2 separate regions of the Mus musculus genome follow, and region 2 is linked to region 1. The links are chromatin contacts, called in public Hi-C maps. All regions are on one chromosome and are shown on one strand. Each heading gives the region's core, a stretch centred on a gene start, on an enhancer-like site or on the middle of the called end of the contact. The rest is flanking DNA. Distances are from core to core; before and after follow the strand shown.

Region 1 (3,575 bases), core at 1,006-3,505:
GAAGTTCTCTGCCCAGCTGATTTGGAAGAAGCCCGCAGCCAATAGCTTTCACCTTTTAACAAAGAGGCTCACCTCTCTGCTCACCTCTGTCCTCATCTCCTCTTGTCTGATTTTGCTTACATGGTTTATTTCTAAATTAGTACTAACAGCTCAGGGATTGTAGAATATAGGTTATTAGATATTCTGCTCTTCTTTTTTTAAACCCTTTTTCTTTCTTTTTTCAAACTTTATTTATTTTATGAGTACACTGCAGCTGTCTTCATACACACCAGAAGAGGGCATTGGATCCCATTACAGATAGTTGTGAGCCACCATGTGGTTGCTGGGAATTGAACTCAGGACTAATGGAAGAGCAGTCTGTGCTCTTAACTGCTGAGCCATTTCTCAGCCCTGTTCTGTTCTTTTTGGTCATTGGTACGGGGCTGTTGTTGGAGATTTGATATTGGTTGCAGAAACAAGCACACACTTCAGAATAACCTGTGATTGGTTTTTTGTTGTTGTTGTTGTTGTGTGTGTTCCGTTTCGTTTTGCCATGCCTCTTCTGGGTAAACTATGCAATGTCAGTGTTTGTGGCTTGCAATCATTCAGCATTTTATGCAAAGTCTGCAAGCTTCCAGAAGGTGGCAGTGTAGCACATGCTAAGCTATTTCTCTTTCCTGTGGAAGGGGGGTTCTGCATCATGAGAGTGTGGATGTGGCAGCTGAGAGCTGGGTGAAGTCTAGGACATAGAGAACTGGAAAGGTACCTCCTTGGGTGCTACAGGATGTTGTTGAGTGCCATAGGTTCCACAGTAATAATAATCTCTCACTATCTCAGATTTTGGTGATTACCACTGCCCTGCATCGTATAAACAGAGTCTCCATTATTACCTGTGTGGGTAATGCTTGAAATTTTTTTCAATGCTTGCCGACTGTCATATGACCTATCCACAGTGTATCCCCTACTCTGTGCTGCTGAAAGACCTGGAGATGAGGAATCTCAGGGAACTAGAAGACCTTATCATTGAGGCTGTCTACACTGACATCATCCAGGGCAAACTGGACCAGCGAAATCAGCTCCTGGAAGTGGATTTCTGCATTGGCCGTGACATCCGGAAGAAAGATATCAATAACATTGTCAAGACCTTGCATGAGTGGTGAGGCTGGGAGATGGAGGGAGAATCTAGTAGGTCCTTTGTGCCTCTCTCTGCAGCACTGTGACTTTCAGAAGTGAGCTTGAGGAAGCCAAAGCTGGGGTCTTTGGACACTGAAACAGAGAGTGGGACTGCATTTGTGATTACAGCTGTGTGGCATTAGGAAGCTTGGAAAGATTCCTGGTGCCTGGCTTATAAAATTGATTTTAAATGCAGCTGGGCTGTTTAACAGTGGGCTATAAAATATTCATGTGGAGTTACAGGTAGAGTCTCTGCGTTCTGACTGTGCAGCACTAAATCTGCACCTTATAAACATACACCAAGAGCAGGAAGTTAGTGTTTGCCAGTGACATGTTGAGCTAGTAGTGCTAGTGAAGCATTGTGGGGAAGACAACTGTGAATAGGCCTTTGTGATCTGGAACACCGATGCATACAATATTTGACAGTCAAGGCAGCTGGGTGTGGTGGTACATTCCTGTAACCCCAATCCTAGCACTTAGGATGCCAAGGCAGAAGGATTGTGAGTTGGAGAATGTATCTCTTTATTCTCCCCTCCAATGAATAAAAGGAATTTAGTAAAAAGAACTGAGACTTTTGAGTATATTCTTATTTTAGTAGAATTGGATGCTTGCAAAAGTGATTACACGATTTATATTTGTTATGAGCTATTTATTTAAGTGATTTGGAGATTATGAAACCAGAGCATTTTTGGGAAGTGTGAGGAAGTTTTGAGGAAGAGAGCATTATTGAGAGTGGAGAGATTGTCCCCACATAGGCGTGTGGCATGTTGTATGTCACTAGGCAGAGTGGGCAGCTTTGTGCTGAGAGATAGGGAAACTTGCTTTTGTTTTTGTTTTATCAAAACAGGCCTTGTTCTCTAGCCCAGGCTTGCCTGGAACTAACTATAACTATGCATTCCAGGTTTGCCTTAAAGTCAGATTTGTCTGACTGCCTCCCAAGTGCCACCACACCCAGATGTTTTAATTTTATTATATATATAAAATAGGCATCTTGCTTACATGTATAGAAGTGCACTGTGTGTTTATCTAGTACATAGAGGTCAGAAGAGGGCGTCAGATTCCCTGGAACCGGAGTTGTGCATGATCATGAGCTAGTGTGTGGGTGTTGGAAACTGAACTTTGATCCTGTGTAAGAGCAGCAATTGTCCTAACCACTGAGTCATCTCTTCAGCCACCAGAAGAGATTCTCAGAGCTCCTATTTATATGTTACAGGTGGGCTGGAAATAGAATTATTGTCCTGAGAAGGTAAAAACATGGCAGAATGTTGGACATTTTGCATAGTAGTAAACAGTATGTGAATTTTCATTATATTGCTTTTCAAAACGTTTTTTATTTTATAAGACAAGATCTCATTTTGTAGACCTGGCTGGTATCAACCAGGCTAACCGTAAAATCAGAGGTCTGCCTGCTTCTGCCTCTGCTTCCTGAATGCTGAGATTAAAGGCATGTGTTACCAAGTGAGAAGGGAGAAGTGATTGTTAACTAGGAAATAACTTCAAATTCTAAGGAAAAAGGCAATCTCTAAAATACAACATTTATTTTTTTTTCTTTTGTAGAAAGGGATCAGTCAGTGTCACTTGTACTTTGTCCCTCTTTCAGTCTTAGTCTATAAAACTGTTTCTTATGGGCTGCGAGGACTGGAAATTAGAGCTGTAGTCCAAGAAGCTGCCCAAAAGCCTCCGCTGTGCCCTTGGCCTGTGTTACATATTTAGATGACCTTGTTGGGAAGGAGGGAGGGGACCAACACAACCACCTGGCAGCCCCCTGCTAAAGAAAGTCCTGTAAAGTGCTGGAAGGGTTTGGAGGGAGGAGACTGCCTGGGCTTCACTGCAGCTCAGGGCTGGCTTTTCCCATTGCAGGTGTGACGGCTGTGAGGCAGTTCTCTTGGGCATTGAGCAGCAGGTTCTGAGAGCCAACCAGTACAAAGAGAACCACCACCGGACTCAGCAGCAGGTGGAAGCCGAGGTAAAGAAAACCAGGGCATTTTTTCCTTTCCTTGGGGTGTGCCTAGGAATTAGTTTGCAGTGCCTTCATGTTGTCATTACTTTGGTGTGAGTATAACAAATAGCCAGTAAACACGCCTTGGGCTTAGTACTGGGATATAGGGAGTTAGCAGGGAGTGAGCAGGTTTAGAGTGTAGAATGCATACATCTGCACTGTACATATGATGTTGCAGCTACTGAGGAGAAGAAATGTTGTGCTGTGTGAGAGATGGCTAAGTGGTTACGTGGACTTACTGCTTTTACCGAGGACTTAGGTTTGGCTCTCACCACTCACACAGCAGCTCACAACCACCCAAAACTCTAGTTCTGGGTCTGCAGTGCCGCCTTCTGGCCTCCATGGGCTCTTACATGCACATGTACACAGATGTACATTCATGCACACGCACATGCACATGAATAAAATATCAAAAACTACTAAA
Region 2 (3,568 bases), core at 638-3,137, 280 kb after region 1:
AGAATTTGTGTCCTTGTCTCCCCATTTTCCTTGATGAGTCTAACTAGGATGTCATCTGTTTTACTCTTTCTTTACAGTTTGTTTCTTTTCTGTCCACTAGTTATTCTTTATTTTTTTCCTATTACTTACCTAGATTCTATTGTTTCTTTTGTCTCAGTTAGGGTTTCTATTGCTATGATAAAACACCATGACCAAGGCAACTTATAAAAGAAAACAGGCATTTAATCGGGCTTATAATTTCTAAGGGTTGGAGTATTGACTGTGGGTACTACACAGTGTCACCAGTATGTAGACTGTGGAGCTGCTTTTTCATGGCTTCTGTGGAAGAAACTCATCCTTGAGCTCTGTCTTCTCCCCTAATGTCTCTCCTAATATAGGGGCTGGGCCGAAGGCTGCTTCCTTCTTTCATCTTATTGTCATAATTTAACAGCAAGCTAAGTTGGTCAAACTTTTCTAAAGGAGTTTTCCAAAAGCTTCCATGTAGACATTTCACAATAGCAACTTTGGAGCTTGACATGATGGCACCTGCCTATAATCCCAGTACTTGGGAAGCTGAGGCAGGAGAATTCCCAGTTGGAGAGCATCCTGGATATGTAATCAGACTGTCAAAAACAAGGGCATAAGGAGCTAAAGGGATCTGCAACCCTATAGGCGGAACAACATTATGAACTAACCAGTACCCCGGAGCTCTTGACTCTAGCTGCATATGTATCAAAAGATGGCCTAGTCAGCCATCACTGGAAAGAGAGGCCCATTGGACACGCAAACTTTATATGCCCTAGTACAGGGGAACGCCAGGGCCAAAAAGGGGGAGTGGGTGGGTAGGGGATTGGGGGTGGGTGGGTATGGGGGACTTTTGGTATAGCATTGGAAATGTAAATGAGCTAAATACCTAATAAAAAATGGAAAAAAAAAAAAAAAACAAGGGCATGTGAGGACCAATGTTGACTTCCCCATGAGTAAAATTGCAGGAGTTCCAAGAAGTTCTGCCTTTTGCCCTTCTTCCTCTGGTCAGAAAATCTCTCCGGAATGTACATTTGTACTGTAGTCGTAGCCTTCATGAGGATTTTCATATTAACTTATTTTAGAAAAGAGACAGAGACCTACATGTTATTTATTTATTCACTAATACAGTTCATTGTCCACTCTCTGCTCTGTCCACAGGCAACTGGCTAAGAGTCTTGGGCAGGCTGGTGAAATCGAGCCTGAAACAGAAGGGATACTGACAGAATATGGTGTGGACTTCTCTGATTTCTCTTCAGAAGTTCTTGAATGTCTCCCTCAAAGCCTGCCCTGGACAATCCCACCTGATGAGGTGGGCAAGAGAAGAGACCTAAGGTAAACATGGGGAACACCTGGGAACAGCTGTTCCTGCTCTGTCTTCTCCCCTGATGTTTCTTCTAGGGGTCGAGCTAAGATATTTCCTTCTTTTATCCACTGTTTGGATTCAGTTGAAAGTCTGGTGCTTCTGTACCAGAGGTCAGCAAGTGACGGATTACCAGCTAAATCCAGCCCACCACTTGAGCTCATCAACTGAAGATGGATTTCAGATTTTAATGATTTGAAAACTGTCAGCAATAATTAATAGCTATGAATAGTTACTAATCTTCCTAAAGTGATATGAGATTCATAATTCTGTGTTTAGTCACATTGCAGTAGAATACAACTATATATGGTTCTTTGCTTATATATTGCTCAACCATGACATTCTTCATGACAACTTCAAAGTTATTGCAACATTTGTGTTGCCTTAAAATGTTGACCCTTTGTTCTTTTGCAAACATTTTGCAAACATTTGTTTCTAGAATGGTTCTAGACCATTCTAATTTCAAAAGATTGCAGGTGGTTTTACCTAGTCTCTTCTCCTTGCTGGACCCCAGTCTCATGACAGAAAGGCAGTGTTATCTGCTTAGAAGTGCTTCCTCTAAGTGGGCCTCTCTAGGCACATAGCAGAGGATTCAGGACCTTGTGCTTGGAGGCTCATTTTAAAGCTTTACTTTTAGGTCTGGAATTTATTGGAAAGTACTTTTGTGGTATTTTTATAACAACATCTTCTTTGAAGATGTTTCTTCATTGTGGGATGTTAGTTCTTTTCTGATATTTCTCTTCAGAATTTGGTTTCAGTACTGGCATTCATTCTGGATGCCACATGGAGATACTTAGAACCAAGAAAGTTTTCATACACCCCACCACGGAGGCTGTGGAAGGTTTTTGCTGAGGTTATCCCGTGTCAGTGTCTTTCCACCACACTTGCTTGCTTTGTAGCTGAACTTATGGTGCCTTCAGCTCCAAGTGTCCAGTCTGAGGGTCCTTTTCTGCCCTCTCAGGCATTGTATCTTTTGAGAACGTACTGTCTGTTTTTTGCTTTTCTTGCTGAGAGTGTGTGAAGAAAATGAGATAATAATCCCTTCCTACCCTTCAGTGTGGCTGATAGAAACACATGGATTTCAGTTCATTTGGCACAGTGTGCTCCTGGATGTTACTGCGTAACACATAGGGGTTATCTCCTCTGGACCCTGAACCTGGACCTTCTGGAGCCTTTGTTGCACAATTGAGAGCTTACTGAGATCTTTTCCTGGATTTAGGACTATATAAAAAACTTGATGAAGCCAGATGTGGTGACACAGATTTGGGAGCATGAGGCAGGAGATCCAGGATGCTCCACAGTGAGTTGTAGACCAGGCTAGGCTGCATGGTAAAATCCTGCCTCAGAAAACAAAAGACCTCTAGGCTGGGTATGATGTATTCTTAAAGGAGAGTGTCAAAGAATTTAAAAAGTGGGAAAAGAGACTAAAACCAAACAAAAAAAAAGAAAAATTATCAAGGAATGATTAAATTCAAACAATAATCATTATTTTTGAAGTCTAATTTAGTGCTTATTTAGTTTTCAATGTACTTTTTACCCCCAAATTCTGTTTACAGAAATGTATCTTACTGAGTGAAGTATTCAAAGGTTTATGAGCCAAGATTTTCATTGCTGTTTTACTGTAAAAACTGCTGAGTCTATCAGTAATGGAATGGTTTAATAACTATGGTCTACCCATCCCTATGATGATGTTACCTACAGCTATGCAAAAAAGTGACTGTATCCATATTGTCTGTCCTAGAGAGGAGACCATCAAATACTGTTAAGTGAAAGAAGAAACTGCAGATCATGTGACTATGATTGTATTTTTGTGAAGTCAATAATCCAGAGCCATATAAATACACCTAAACATATGTAAAACATGCACATATCTGCACATTAAAAGTATGCATATATAGAAAATAGAAGGAAGTAAATCATCCTGGTCACATACATGATTAAAGTGGGAGGAAATTGGCTCAGGGTAGTAATAAAGAGGCAGGGAAGCAATAGTCAACTATTCACTTAGCATACCATTCCATTGCTAAAAGTCTTTAAAATAACTTCAAGAAATCATAAATACAAATGTCAGAAGATAGATATACTCATTTTTTTCTCTGACCTGATCATAACCTGCAGAAAATTATTAAACATTTCAGTGGTCACAAGAGCCAGGGTTACACCAAGTTATCCTTTTATGGCTCCATCTTGCCTTTGGTTTGG

Evidence for each region. A called contact is a pair of places that touch in the nucleus more often than the background predicts.
Region 2: a contact with region 1 is called in a Hi-C map of liver, with 1.8 times the contacts expected there. The contact joins two enhancer-like sites. A contact is called at or near these places in 2 of 15 datasets of contacts at CTCF or cohesin (the NIH/3T3 cell line and stem cell-derived epiblast-like cells), 14 of 484 Hi-C or Micro-C datasets (the G1E-ER4 cell line, adipose-derived mesenchymal stem cells, cortical neurons and 5 more) and 1 of 9 other capture datasets (adipose tissue).

Annotation. Positions count from the first base shown.
Region 1 is chr1:86,598,071-86,601,645 of GRCm38.p6, forward strand. Cops7b (COP9 signalosome subunit 7B) reads left to right here. Exons shown (of 8, transcript NM_172974.3): 6 at 933-1,135; 7 at 3,013-3,118. Among named protein-coding and RNA genes, the nearest start is that of Cops7b, 17 kb to the left of the region's middle. Within about 2 kb of position 2,256, at least 17 of the 459 cell types and tissues checked have an H3K27ac peak or open chromatin away from gene starts, as enhancers often do. A contact at or near this core is called in liver, where this site is marked.
Region 2 is chr1:86,877,239-86,880,806 of GRCm38.p6, forward strand. Dis3l2 (DIS3 like 3'-5' exoribonuclease 2) reads left to right here. Exons shown (of 21, transcript NM_153530.2): 9 at 1,165-1,338. Among named protein-coding and RNA genes, the nearest start is that of Gm41909, 49 kb to the right of the region's middle. Within about 2 kb of position 1,888, at least 4 of the 459 cell types and tissues checked have an H3K27ac peak or open chromatin away from gene starts, as enhancers often do. A contact at or near this core is called in liver, where this site is marked.